Regions from separate parts of the Sminthopsis crassicaudata genome. Here region 1 is linked to region 2. Evidence: chromatin contacts called from public Hi-C data. All regions are on one chromosome and are shown on one strand. The core of a region is the stretch at or near the end of the contact, and the rest is flanking DNA. Distances in the headings are between cores, read along the strand shown. Region 1 holds the start of C2H16orf86 (chromosome 2 C16orf86 homolog). Region 2 holds the start of TSNAXIP1 (translin associated factor X interacting protein 1).

Evidence for each region. A called contact is a pair of places that touch in the nucleus more often than the background predicts.
Region 1: a Hi-C map of fibroblasts shows a contact between it and region 2, with 18 times the contacts expected there. The contact joins the promoter of C2H16orf86 here to the promoter of TSNAXIP1 in region 2. A contact is called at or near these places in 2 of 2 Hi-C or Micro-C datasets (fibroblasts and hippocampus).

The regions. Positions count from the first base shown.
Region 1 is chr2:59,128,552-59,134,892 of ASM4859323v1, forward strand. C2H16orf86 (chromosome 2 C16orf86 homolog) reads right to left here and starts at 3,709. Exons shown (of 5, transcript XM_074286430.1): 1 at 3,590-3,709; 2 at 3,095-3,282; 3 at 2,234-2,436; 4 at 1,860-2,039; 5 at 1,205-1,604. The coding sequence starts at 3,685. The coding sequence ends at 1,414.
Region 2 is chr2:58,885,116-58,891,838 of ASM4859323v1, forward strand. It overlaps TSNAXIP1 (translin associated factor X interacting protein 1), which reads right to left and starts at 5,414. Exons shown (of 14, transcript XM_074286411.1): 1 at 4,612-5,414. The coding sequence starts at 4,664. RANBP10 (RAN binding protein 10) reads left to right here and starts at 5,350. Exons shown (of 13, transcript XM_074286420.1): 1 at 5,350-5,617.

The DNA of each region.
Region 1 (6,341 bases), core at 2,459-4,958, 240 kb after region 2:
CAGCACTTCCTACCAGTGGGAGCTGTCAAGAGAAGTGATTTGGGTTGTCTGGGGAAAGAGAGGACCCTTCTTCTTGGAGGTTTTCAGGCAAAGGCTATAAATTTGTTGTAGGGTACCCCATTCCTTTATGGGTCAGCAAGACTGCCTTCTAGTTACCAAATTCTGTTCAATTTGAAAAATCCAATGATCAGATTCCAAGTTCAGTGCTTTCCTTCCTCCTGGGCTTGATGAAGGTACAAGAGAATCCCAATTAGCACAATTATATTGTTCTGCACGATATAGTGGATGGAAGACTAGCCTTGGTTCATGACCCAACTCTGACCAAACTAGCTTTGTGATCATGTGTAAGGTATTAATTAACTTGCCAGTTCCCCAGGCAATTCTCCAATACTCTTCAAGTATAAATAAGTATCCAATCTCTACCAAGAATGGAAGTTTCCATATTAGGAGTCCTCTATGACTACATCACAGGGCTGAACCCCTCAAAAGAATATTGCTCAGACTAACTTTTCAACTAATTCCTCCCTGGAAAATCCAAACTGATTCATCCTGAGGGTACATTAGGGATGGGGGGGAGGAGGAGAAGAGGAAGAACCACCACTTAGTAGAAAGGGTTCTTGGAAACATAAGAAGCTTCCTAAAACTGACTGGCCTAATCCCCAAAGAGCAAGAGCAGTGTGGTAGAACAGTAACAATAATAATAGTTTATATTTATAAAGCACTTTAAGGTTTACAAACCACACTCTCGTTTGATCTCAAAGAATGGACTATTTTTATCTCCTTTTGACAGGTAAGAAAACCAAGGCACATTTAAATACTCCTTCAAGGTCTCACTAATATGAGGTTAAATTCAAACCCAGATTTTCCAATCCCAAATCCGTCATTCCTCCTATACAAGAAGCTCAGCTTGGACTCAGGCAAAACAGGGCCTCCTCACCTTAGTTTTAACATTAGCATAAAGTTGGCTTGCTTTATAACCCTTAAAGTGCCATAGAAATGTGAACTATCACAATTAAATCCAGTGGTGGCTGTGCACACACAACCCTTGTGCACAGAAATCTAAACAACTTTTTATTCTTGAACTTCAATTTTCTTTGTAAGATGAGTCCAAGGGGAAAAGATGGAATATTTAGATAGCTCCCACTTCCCCTGCTTCTCCTCAGGGAATCCAATCCCACCGGCAAGAAACACCAGCAGGCCAAAAATTGCTAAAAATGTTTATTGCCAGTAAGCTTCAGAAAGCATTCATCCAATAATACCACCAAGTGAAGAAGGGGGGCAGAGGGGTATTTGGGTAGAGAAAGGAGGCCCTTCTGGCCAAAAGTCCCAGCGAAGTGCCCCGCTTCCTGTAGCCTTTTGTGCACTACTCAGCAGGGGGCATGGGCCTGAGCCAGCCAGGCAGCTGAGGCTCTGTCACTTATACTGGGGGGACAGCGGGGGAACGAGATGTGCTGCACACACGCTCAGCATCTTGTCGATGTCCACCTGGGTCGACTTGTCCACCTCGGCCTTTAGCTGGCTGCTTGGGGTGAAGCTGAGGATGGGCACGGGCTCTTCAACCCCCTCTTCTGCAAAGGGAGCCAGCACCGAGGGGATCGCTTGAGCTGGGAGAGAAGGAAGGAAAGAATATGTGGAGGACTGTCTTGATTTGGCGCTCCCCCCACCCCAGATCCCCGACAGAATCTGATCTGGTCTCTGGGGCCAGAACCATTGTCCGTTCCTTTCCCAGAAAGGTCATCGAGGTGATGGAGTGCTTAGCCCGGAAGAGACTGGAAGTCCCCGGGGCCAACAGGGGAAGAACGGGAAGGAAGTTTCCCCCAGCTCAAACTGCCATGGCTTGACTTTAGAGCAACACTGACCTATTAGGGGGGAGGCCTGTGGTCTCTCCACCCCTGCCTCCTCTGGGCCTCCTGGAGTCGTCTGGTCTGGGACCAAGCCCAGTTCCACTTCAATCTCGGCTTCTCCATCCCCAGCTTGGTTCAGCTCTGGGTTGCTGTAGTTGATGTACTGATATAAGGGCCTCAGGCGCTGAGCTTTCCCTGCAAGTGGCCATAGGTTGTACCTCTGAGCGATGGGTGGCGCCCTGGACGGGCCCTGTCCCCCATCTCCTCGGGAATAAAGGGAAAAGGCCAGGGGTGGGGTGGGGGGGGGTTTGAAGAGAAGCCCCAGAGCTAAGGCACGAGAGGATGGGCCAGGTCCCAGAGCCCCAGAAGCCCCCCCCAATGCCACTCACGCTCCAGCCCGAGGGTTTCCGCCGGGGTGGGCACCACGGTGGCAGTAGCCAAAGGCGGGGGCACGCCGAGGCTCTTGCGCTTCTTGGCCTTTTTGTGCTGCTTGGCCGGCGGGGAGGGCTCTCCTTGTGCTCCATCAGATTCTTCCCTTCTCAAGGGCGGCCTTCTCAAATCAGCGTGCTGCAGGAGCAGCTCAGCCTCCACCCTGGGATGGACACGAGGAGGGAAGGAACAGAGGAACGCTGGATAGGCAGCTCTATCTGGGGCAACTGCCGGGCGAGCAAGTCCCGGCGGCGCCGCTCCCGCCACGAACCGCGCCCGGATCACCCCGGGGCTGGGAGCTGGGGGCTGGGGGGAGTGATGGCCGCTGGGCCGGGCTCCAGCCGCTGTCCCTGGAAATCCCTTGAATCCTAGAGGGAATGAGGACACCTGGCCTTCCTCCTCTCCCCCTACCCTCAACGGGCCCAATTTGCCCCTGGATGTAGAATTCTCTGGCCATATTTGGCCACATTACAGACTACTAACATGTTCCCTTTCTTCTTCCCAAGTAAATGCTCCCGACTCTCCCTTTCTTTTTCCTTACCCCACTGGTCACTTCCTTCTCGTCGTCCCTAGTCCTACAGCCCACTCCTAAAGCCTCCGGGGACAACTTCCCCACCCCGGCCCCTTGCAGCCGCTCCCCTTCTCGCCGGACCCGCCCTCCTCAACCCGGCCGGCGCGGTCCTGCCCAGCGACGCTGGCGAGCCCCCGAGCCGGGGCCAGGCTCCACATTGGGCAGGCAGGCGGCGAAGTTTCGCTTTTCCCTGCAGCCCAGGGTCAGCAGAGGAGCGGCGGGGCAGCCTCCCTGGCCCTCGCCCCCTCACTTGGCCGGCTTCCTCTTGAGCCCGTGGCTGGCCCGCAAGGGCGGGACCAGCGGCGGGGGGCGGGGACCCCGCGGCTCCAACTGCTCCTCATCCTTTGCCAGCTCCTCCTCCAGCTCCGGCTCGGGCTCGGGCTCCGGCTCCGGCTCCGGCTCGGGCTCCAGTCCCGACCCAGCCTGGCGCTCTTCCCCCTGCGGGTCACCGAGGTCTCGGGCCGGGGCGGGTGGCCACCTGCCCCTTATCCTGTCGCCGGCCCGGGCCGTTACTGGGACTGTGGCAACCCAGTCTTGTCCGCTCTCCTGGGGGCCTCCTCCCTCCCCACATTTGGCTGCTGACGGAGGGGCCCCGCTCCCTTCCCCCCCTTACTCTGTAGCGCCTCTACCCCTCTCCGGGCGGTCCCCTGCTGCCGCCTCCCCCACGCTCAGTCTCCCTCCCGGCCCTCTTACCCCTGCTCTGCCCTTCACGCTGAACTGTCACTCCCCCCCCCACCGCTGTCACCTCAGCGCCCGGGCCCCCGGGGCTCTCGGGAGCCTCTCCAAGCGGTGCTGACCCCGCCGGGTTCCCCTGTCGCCTCCCCGGCCCTGCCATGGCCATGACCACGGGGAAGAGAGAAAGAGATCCTCTTCCCTCGGAATCCCGGGACTCGATCTCCCGTCCTTCGCTCGAGGGTGAGAGAGAAGGGGGGCGGGGGAGGGAGTGTTAGAGCGGGGAATTCTAATCGAAGGTAATCGTGGGCAAAGGAAGGCCTGCACGTACCCGGGTATTGGGGTTACAGACAATCCGATCGACATTGGGACAGCTGATGAAAAGAGACGGACGAGAACCCGCTCCTCCAGCCCCACCTTTGGCTTCCGGCTGCCCGGACGGAGAGAGCAGATTCATTCATTCCTCCGACCAGCTGAAGTCTAAACAAGAAACGAGTTCGCCCTTTCACGTTGGCAACAGCTAGCACCTGTACAATTACCTCATTTTGTCCTCCCAGCCCTGGGAGGAGACCCATCCCTGGTCTGTGGGTGCAGGTAAATGGTTACAGGCTCACAGACTAGCAAGGGTCGGAGGTCAGGCTTACATTTAGACCTTCCTCACTCTAGGTGGCGGGCTCTACCGGCGCCCACCTAGGCACAGTAGATACTTGGCTAGGTGATGATCTTTATCACTTCCCATAGATTCAATTCTCATGCCTGTGCTGGTGACTCTCAAATCTATTCAATCCAGTCTCTCTGTGGACTTCCAGCATCACATCTCCAGCTGCCTCTGGGATATCTGGAACTGGGTGTCTCATGATCATGTGACACTCAACGTGTCACAGACTGAACTCATCACTCACCCCCTTACCATGGAGGGTGATGCCATCCTCCCAGGCACCTGGGGCTCACATCCCAGATCCTTGAGTCCTCACCCCCACTCCCCATATGTGTGGGTTTTTTTTTGTTTGTTTGTTTTGTTTTGTTTTGTTTTGTTTTTTTATCCTTGTAACATCTCTCTTGTCACTTTCCCTCCTCTGTGACCAGCCTGTTTAAGGTCCCATGAATTTGTGCCTGAACTATCACAATAGATTTCTGGTGAGTCTCCTTGCCTCCAGCTGATTCTCCACTTCGATTTCAAATTGATTTTCCTTAAGTGCAAGTCTAACCCTTTGTGAGCCCCTCCTTAACAAATGGGTGCAGTTCCCTGTTGCCTTCAGGATCAAATATAAAATCCTATATTTGGCTTTTAAAACCCTTCAAAACCTGACATCTTGGTTCCCTTCACATACTCTGAGATCCAGTGATACTGGCCTCTGCTGTTCTTCACACTAGACCCCCATCTCCTGACTCCAGGCATTTTCACTGACTGCCTCCCATGACTCATCTCCACCTCTCAACTCCCAATTTCCCTCCAGTCCCAGCTAAAATGAATCTGTCATTTTTGCAAGAGCCTGAGAGCACCCCACCTTATTCAGTAAATATCCTGTTCACGGTCGTTCGCATATTATCTCCTGGTTCTTGAGCAGGGGATGAGTTTTTGTTTTTTTTATAAACCAGAGTTTAGCCCAGACTTGGTATTTGTACATAAATGTACATCTGTACTTGACTTTGTACATAAATGACTATAATATAAAAGGTATAATGAATAAATGCACGAGGTAGGAACAAAGCATTTACTGGAGGGAGAGCCCTGGTCTCTAGATTGGGCTTAAAGGAGTTAGGGAAAGCTGTCTGGAGGAAATGAACGGCCTTTCAGTTGGGCCTTGACTGCCTTGTTGGTGGAAGGAAAAAAGAATCAGGAGATAATCAGTGAAAATTCACGTTAGGACACTTGCCCCTCTAAGTGCACCACCAGCCAGCATAGTTCATGCCTCTTGTCCAAAACGGCCTCCCTTCTTTAGTTCACCAAGAATCCCTAGCTTCCCTCAAAGCTCAGCCTCTCAATGCTACTGTTGACAGGAAACCTAACCTGCTAATTCCCTCTCCCTCTGGAAATTACTTTGAATCTACTTTGTATATCCACTTAGTATCTGATTTGTGTATCCACGTAATATTTAATTTCCTATGTACTTTGAATCTGCTTTGTATATCATTTAGTATTTGATTTTCTATGTTCTTGTTGCTATAAAAAAAAAAGAAGAGTTTAAATTCCTTGAAGACTGGGGACTGTTTCCTTTTCTGTCTTTATAACTGGGGCCTAAGGCAGGATGTTTCCATCAGAATCCTTTATCTGTTCTCCAGTTATAATTTAACCAGGGTCCAAAGGAAGGATAATTTGGGGAGGAGAGAGATGTTGCTGAGAATGAGAGTGGGGAGGATGAGAGTGTTGCTGAGAATGATCTCCTTCTTTCCTTCTCAGAAATCTGTTTCTGATTGTGGAGATTTTTATAGCTTTTAGACAATTCCAGGAAAGTTTATACTTTTGGTGAGATGATAGGAGGCTGGGGAAGAGAGGTAATGGATGTCAGGAGAAAGAAGAGCATTGACAAAGCAGCATATAGGAGTACTGCATAAAATGCTTTTTCCATTATCCCTTGAGATTGGACATCCTTGCTCATCATTTCTTCCATCCAATAACATTAGCCCTCTGGCTATTCCATGAACTATCCCTCCATCTCTTGGTTCTAGGCATTCTCTCTGGCGGAAATGAGGCTAGAGGGATGGGCTGAACACTTCATAGTGCTCTTAATAGACCATCATCAATCAATGCTAAAGCCATTGACTGTTTATACATATACATATTTAGACAATTATCTTGCTGCACAAGAAAAAATCAAAAAGAA
Region 2 (6,723 bases), core at 4,164-6,663:
CCCCTCAAAATAACTTTACAATAATTCCTCAGATTATTTTGATTATTCCTCAGAAATTTGGAGAAGCAGAGCCAACAAGGTCAGAGTAAATCATTTGTCAAGCCTAAGACAACTTAGGATGTCAGAAAAAGAGAGATTTCTGACACTGCAGTGGCAGCTGGCCAAGTTTAACAGGAAGCAGCTGTGAAGGCTGCCGAAGCTTTCAGAGCCCGCAGGCCAGGGGATTGAACAACTGGTCACAAAGAGATTGCAGGATGCCCTTTCTGGCACTGGGGCAGCTGGTGCTGACCAGCAACTGATTGGCATATTGTGCATATGCAGTTTGGAGTTTCAGTTTCAAGGCAGAGAGGTCCTAGCACTTGTGGCTAGAGAAAGCAGGGGCCCTTCCTTGGCAAAGACCAGAATATATATCACCTTGGAAGTGGATCTCCAAAACTAGCTCTAAAAACAGCAGCATTAAAAAGCCTGAAGCTTGGCACACAGTGCCTCCTCACCTCCAGGTAGGCAAAGCTTTGACATAAAGTTTAGAGCCAAGAAATAGTCTAGAAAAATGAGCAAGCAACATCAAAACTTGACCATCAAAATCTACTATGGTGGCCAAGAAACAAGACATGAACTCAGAAAAAAACAACAATGCAACAAGGCTGGCCTCAAAAAAAATGCTAATTGGCTCAAGGTTAGTAACAATTCCTGGAAGAGTTAAGAAACAGATAAAAGCGGTAGAGAAAAAATTGGGAAAGGAAATGAGAGCAATGCAAGAAAATTATGTAAAGGAAATTAACAGCTTTGTAAAAAAGATGCAAAAAATTCGCTGAAGAAAAACAATCACTTAAAAAACATAATATATTGAATTGAAAGGTGGTATAAAAATTTCATTAAAAAATATTCCTTAAATATTAGAATTGGAATCTAATGACTGTATGAGATGTCAAGAAACAAAACAAAGCCTAAAGAATGAAAAGAAAAATAAAACATGAAGTATAGAAAAATTTGCTGACTGGAAAAATAAATCTAGGAATGGTCATTTAAAAAGTATTGGACTCTCTGAAAGCCTAATTTTAAAAAAGAGCTTAGACATTCTTTTTTCAAGAAATTCTTTAGGAAAACTGCCCTGATTTAATCCAGTAGATTTTTTTTTAATCCACTATTACCTTCTGAAAAAATTACCAAAACCAAAACTCCCAGGATTATAACCACTAAATTGCAGAGCTTTCAGGTCAAGGAGTAAATATTTCAAGTAGCTGAAAAGAAATAATTCATATTTCATGGAACTATAGTCAGGATTACACAAGATTTAATGGCTGCCAAGATTTAGTGCTTGGAACATGATATTCTAGAATGTAAAGGAACTAGGATTGTAACCAAGAATCACCTACCCAGCAAAACTGAGTAAAATCTTTCAGGGGAAAAATAGATATTTAATGAAATAGAGGATTTTTATGCACTCTTGATGAAAAGACAATTGTCATTCAAACATAAAAGAAGAAAATAGTATGGAGGTAAATAGAGTTAGTAATCATAACTATGAATGTCAATGGGATGAGTTCACCCATAAAATGGAAGCAGATAGCAGAATGGATTAGAAAAAAAAGGTCCTAACTATATGCTGATTACAAGAAGCACACTACAAACATTAAGATACATGTAGAGTTAATATAAAGGGCTGAAACAGAATCTGTTATGTTTCAGCTGAAGATTAAAAAAGGTCAGGGGTAGTAATCATGATTTCAGACTAACCAAAAGCAGAAATAGACCTAATTAAAATAAACAGGGAAAATACATTTTGCTAAAAGGTACCATAGACAAGAGAGTAATATACATTTTTTTATGTTAAGTTGATCTGATAAAGGTCTCATTTCTCAAATTTATGTGGAACTGAAATAAATTTATTTAAATTGATATGAACAGGCAGCTTTCAAGAGGAAAAAAAAAGCAAAGCTACTTATAATGCTATGAAAAGTGCTCTAAATCATCTACTAGAGAAATGCAAATTAAAACAATTTTGAGCTACCACTTTACATCCATTAGATTGGCTAATATGATAGAAAAGGAAAATGATAAATGCTAGAGGATGATATAGCAAAATAGGAACAATAATAATACATTGTTGGTAGAGTCATGAACTGCTTCAACCATTCTGAAAAACAATTTAGAACTATGTCCAAAGTACTATAAAACTGCATACTCTTTGGCCCAGCAATACCACTACTAGATCTATATATCAAAGAGATTTTTAAAAAGGGAAAAGGACCTATTTGTGCAAAAATATTTATAGCAGCTCTTTTTCTGGTGGTAAAAATGTGATTGTGATGGAATACTATTGTGCTATAGAGGGTGATTTAAAAAAAAACATGGGAAGATCTAAATGAATTAATAAAACAAGAAGTGAGGAGAATCAGTGGATCATTGTGCACAGTAACAGCAATGTTGCAATGATCAATGGCGAAAGACTTGGCTACTCTGATCAATATAATGATCCATGATAATTCCAAATGACTTATAATGAAAAAAAAAAGGCTATTTTTTTACTTTCAGAAGGAGAAGTTATGAACTTGAAGTGCAAATTGAAGTATAATTTTCTTTGCTTTATTATTTTTGTCTTTTTTTTTTTTTTTTGGTGACATGGCTAATATGGAAACATTTTGCATAGATTTTACAGATATTGATACTGTTTGCCTTTTCAATGAGAAGGTAAGGGTGGAAAGGGAGGAAGATAATTTAAAATCCAAAATTTAAAAAGGAAAGAATGTTAAAAATAAATGATTACTTTAAAATCAAACAAAAAACTGGAGCCACTCTCAGTGCTATTCTGACTGTCCTCCCTGGGGGGCTGAGGTCATTAGTTCTGTCTAACTTGCCATGCTTTCAGGGATCAATGAATGAATGGCTGTCCTCTAGGTGGTGCTGTTCCCCTACATTCAGTGGTCCAGCGTCAGAAGCCTGAAGATAGGTAGTTACTATCTGCTGGCCATGTGGGGTTGTCTCCATTGGAGCCAGATTGTGTTAATGCAATTGCAAACATCCCTCCTTCTGACCACCTCATCCTCCATGGAAAGATTTCTTAAGGTTCATTTCAAAATAGCTTAAAGAATGGCGTCCCATTCTGGATTTGCCTTGTCTTAGGTCACAAGGTAGAACTGTTCCCTTACAGCTAGTAGTTGGTAACTTCCTAAAGCACTCACAATCTCATTGAAAGGAGGGGTTACCAAGAAAATGGGTCCTAATAGCATTTCTCAGCATTTCACACTTTCCAGAGGGATTCAAGAAGGGGAATTCAGCCGGTACCAGTGCAAATACCGGTGGCTAGGTTTTTTTTTTTCCAATTAAGAAATCACAAGGATCATGGGTAACATAAGATCCCCAAGTTCAAAATAATAGTATCAGAGCAATATCTGAACCCAGGTCATATGGAGTTCTCTCCACTTGATCTAGTGTTTGCACGAAGTTGTTGGTATGTTGTCTTGTCGATTAGATGGTGAGCTCCTTAATAAAAAATAGCATTTCTATAGTGTCTACTATATACCAGGCACTTTACAAACAAGACCTTATTTGATCCTCACCACAACCCTGGGATGAAACTGCTATTATTATCCCCATTTCCCCTTAAAGAAAATAGAGGCAAACAGACTGATTTGTTCAAGATCACACAGTTAGTATATACCTAAGACCAGATCTGATACCAGGTTTTATTATGTTTTAGCGTAAGGAATATAATCAGTATTTATTAACTCAACAACCATTTATTATGAACTTACTTTGCCTAAAGCATTTCGTACTTTATATGGTCTATGAAAACAATGGGGAGAACCCTCCATGAATAAGCTCTGACATGGTCTTCATCTTTATCTTCAACTTTTACCTTCCAAGACCTTTTCATTCATCAATTACAATCATTTCAACTCCAAGTCTCACTTTTATTATCTTGAAATAGGAAGAAGGGTAAAACGGTAGAGAGTATAAATACTATTCAGGGCTGTTGAGAGGAAGCTCTTTGTAAACCTTAAGATGCCTCGTGGCCGCTAGGGGTCAGTAGTAGACAGGGAGTCCACTTGGAGCCGGGAAAACCCAAGTCAAATTTCCATCTTAGCCACTTTCTGCCTGCGTGATCTTGGTCAAGTCCCTTACTTAACCTGGCTCAGCTTCAAGTCTATTTCAAGTGCCTAGTCTGTGTCATGCACTATGCTAACTGGGGTGCAAAGAACGGCAAAACTGGTGTCTGCTTGCAAGGAGGCAACTAGGTGGTGCATTGGAGAGAGAGATGGGTCTCAAGTCAAGAAGAGCAGAGTTCAAATCCGTGTAAACTTGTGCAAATTATTTAAACTCAGTTTCCTCATCTGTAAAATGGGGATAAATACTAGCACTGTCTCTCAGGGAGTGAGGACCAAACCTTAAAGCGCCGAGTCAATGTTAGCTATTATTATTTACGATCTTTATCCTGATGCGCTTGGGCACTCTCTCAACGAGAGCCGGTCTCTCGCAGGGCACGTACGAGCTTTGCTAGCCTGCTGTCGAGCCCAGCTTTTTTTGGGGGGGGGGGGATTCACTCAGACGAGGCTGGAGCTGTCCCAGGGGAAAGAGAGAAGAGAGAACAAGCTTCTATCCAAGCCATACCTTACTGTTGCTTGGGAGAAGGAAATATCGCCTCTTGGCCGAGGGAGAGCCATAGTTCGGAGGCCCGTCCCTCTCCTAGGGCGCCAACCGTTCGCCCGCAGCCTGCAGCCCACAGCTCCCGGAGCCTCAGCTGGTATTTGTTTACAGTCTGTTGCTGTGGAAACACGGCCTCGAAAAGACCCTCGCGTATTGGGGTGGCCGAGATAGTGCCTGAGTCACGCGGCGTAAAGTGTAGGTCAGGGACGTTGTCCCCGACTAGGGGCAGCTGTGGCCCCTTGTTTTGGTAGTAGAGACAAATGTAATCGCCTGGAACTCACGTCCACTTGGGGGAGATTTCCCTAAGACACTAACACACAGATGACAGTAGTAATTAGAAGCAAACAAATTAACACGCTCCAAGGCAACAGAATGACTATCGCCGTAGGGGTGTGGCGAAGGCTGAGAGGCCGAAGCTGCTTTTCTATGGGGAATTGTAGTTTTTACCCTCCAAAAGTCTCCACTTGACAGGGTTTCAACTGGAAACAAGGACTACTTCTCCCAGCAAGCCGTGCGCGTTCGCCCTACCGAGAGCATTCGGACCGCCCCCGAAACCGTGGGCACTGTGGGACATGTAGTCATTCCGATGAGAAAACAAGCGTGTAGACACGGAAGTCGAACTCAGTTTCCCTACACCCTCCGCGGACGCGCAGCTTATTGGCTGGGCGCGGCGGATCTGGTGCTTCTCTCCCCCCGCCTCTCTGTGACACAATAGCGGCTCCCTCCAAGATGGCGGCAGCGGCGGCGGATCCGGGAGCAGGGAGCCCCCCAGCTGGCGAGTCTTGTGGCGGGGGCGGTAGTGGCGCTGGCGGGCTCCCCTCTCCCGGGGAGCAGGAGCTGACCCGACGCCTGCAGCGCCTTTACCCGGCTGTCAACCAGCACGAGACGCCGCTGCCCCGCTCCTGGAGCCCCAAGGACAAGTACAACTACATCGGCCTCTCCCAGAGCAACCTCCGCGTCCACTACAAAGGTGCCGGGGTCGGGGCCACGGGGTACGAGGGGGCCGCGGGGGGCCGCGGGGCCGGGCCCGCCTTGGACAGGGCTCGTGGGATCTAGAGACAGCTTAGAGACCGCCTAGCGCACCGCCCCCTCCACCATCCCCCCATAGCACAGGTGAAGAAACTGAGGCTCAGAGAGGGAAAGGGACTGTCCCAAGGTCACACAGCTCCGCGGTGCCCGATGTGGGATCCGAACCCTGGCCTTCTGATTGCCCAGTCCGGGACTCTTCCTAGTGTACCTCGCTGCGGAGTCTCCTCCCTGCTGTCCAAACTTGCGGCGGGTATTTGAGGAGGGCATTTGGGGGTGGAGGGAGGTCCACCTAGGGTCCCCACCCTCCTCCGCTAATTCCTGCCCATCTCCAACCTCATTCTTCCCTTTCAGGCCTTTCCCTGGACGGATGTGTGTGTGTGTGTCCTAATCCTTACCTTTGTCCCTCACCCTTGTTTAATCAAACAGAACTAGAAGGTGCGCGGTTAGGGTTAGGGTGAGAGGTCAGATATTCCTTTCCTTTTCGGGGCCGGGGGAGAAGGGGAACCGAGGTCCAAGGGGTGCGAGTGACTTCTGCTAAAACCGGAATGTGTGCTTTTAAACTCCACATCTAATGCATTTTCCACCTTTTATTCTCCCCCGTGTCTGGCTTCTTGGAATTCAGTCTGATTCAGCTTGGAGCCCCCCCACTCCGCCCCTTTTTCTAGGGAAGGTTGTCCTGATGCTTACTGAAATCTCCCGGAGCCACAGCAGGTGTCCCTAGTGCTGGCACCTTACGTAAGGCACTGGGCCCGGAGGCGCCCTGCAGCCCAGGGTTCTTCGCTCCTGTGCTTCAGACTCTGCCAAGCCATTGCCGGTCCCTAGTTTTCCTGAAGTTAGCCTATTGGAGGTGACCTCCCCCATTATAAGTCCCCCTGGTAGACCTTTCAGGAAGCCCCTCCGGTCTGTTTGTGAGTGGAAACACTGAATAGAGCAGGCTATCATTTCTTTTCCTACTCCATGTCCAGAGTGCCACAAAGGGGGCTGGCACCGTCTCCGACAAGCATCACCTCCTTATCTTTAGAAGTCACATACACACAGCCTTTATTA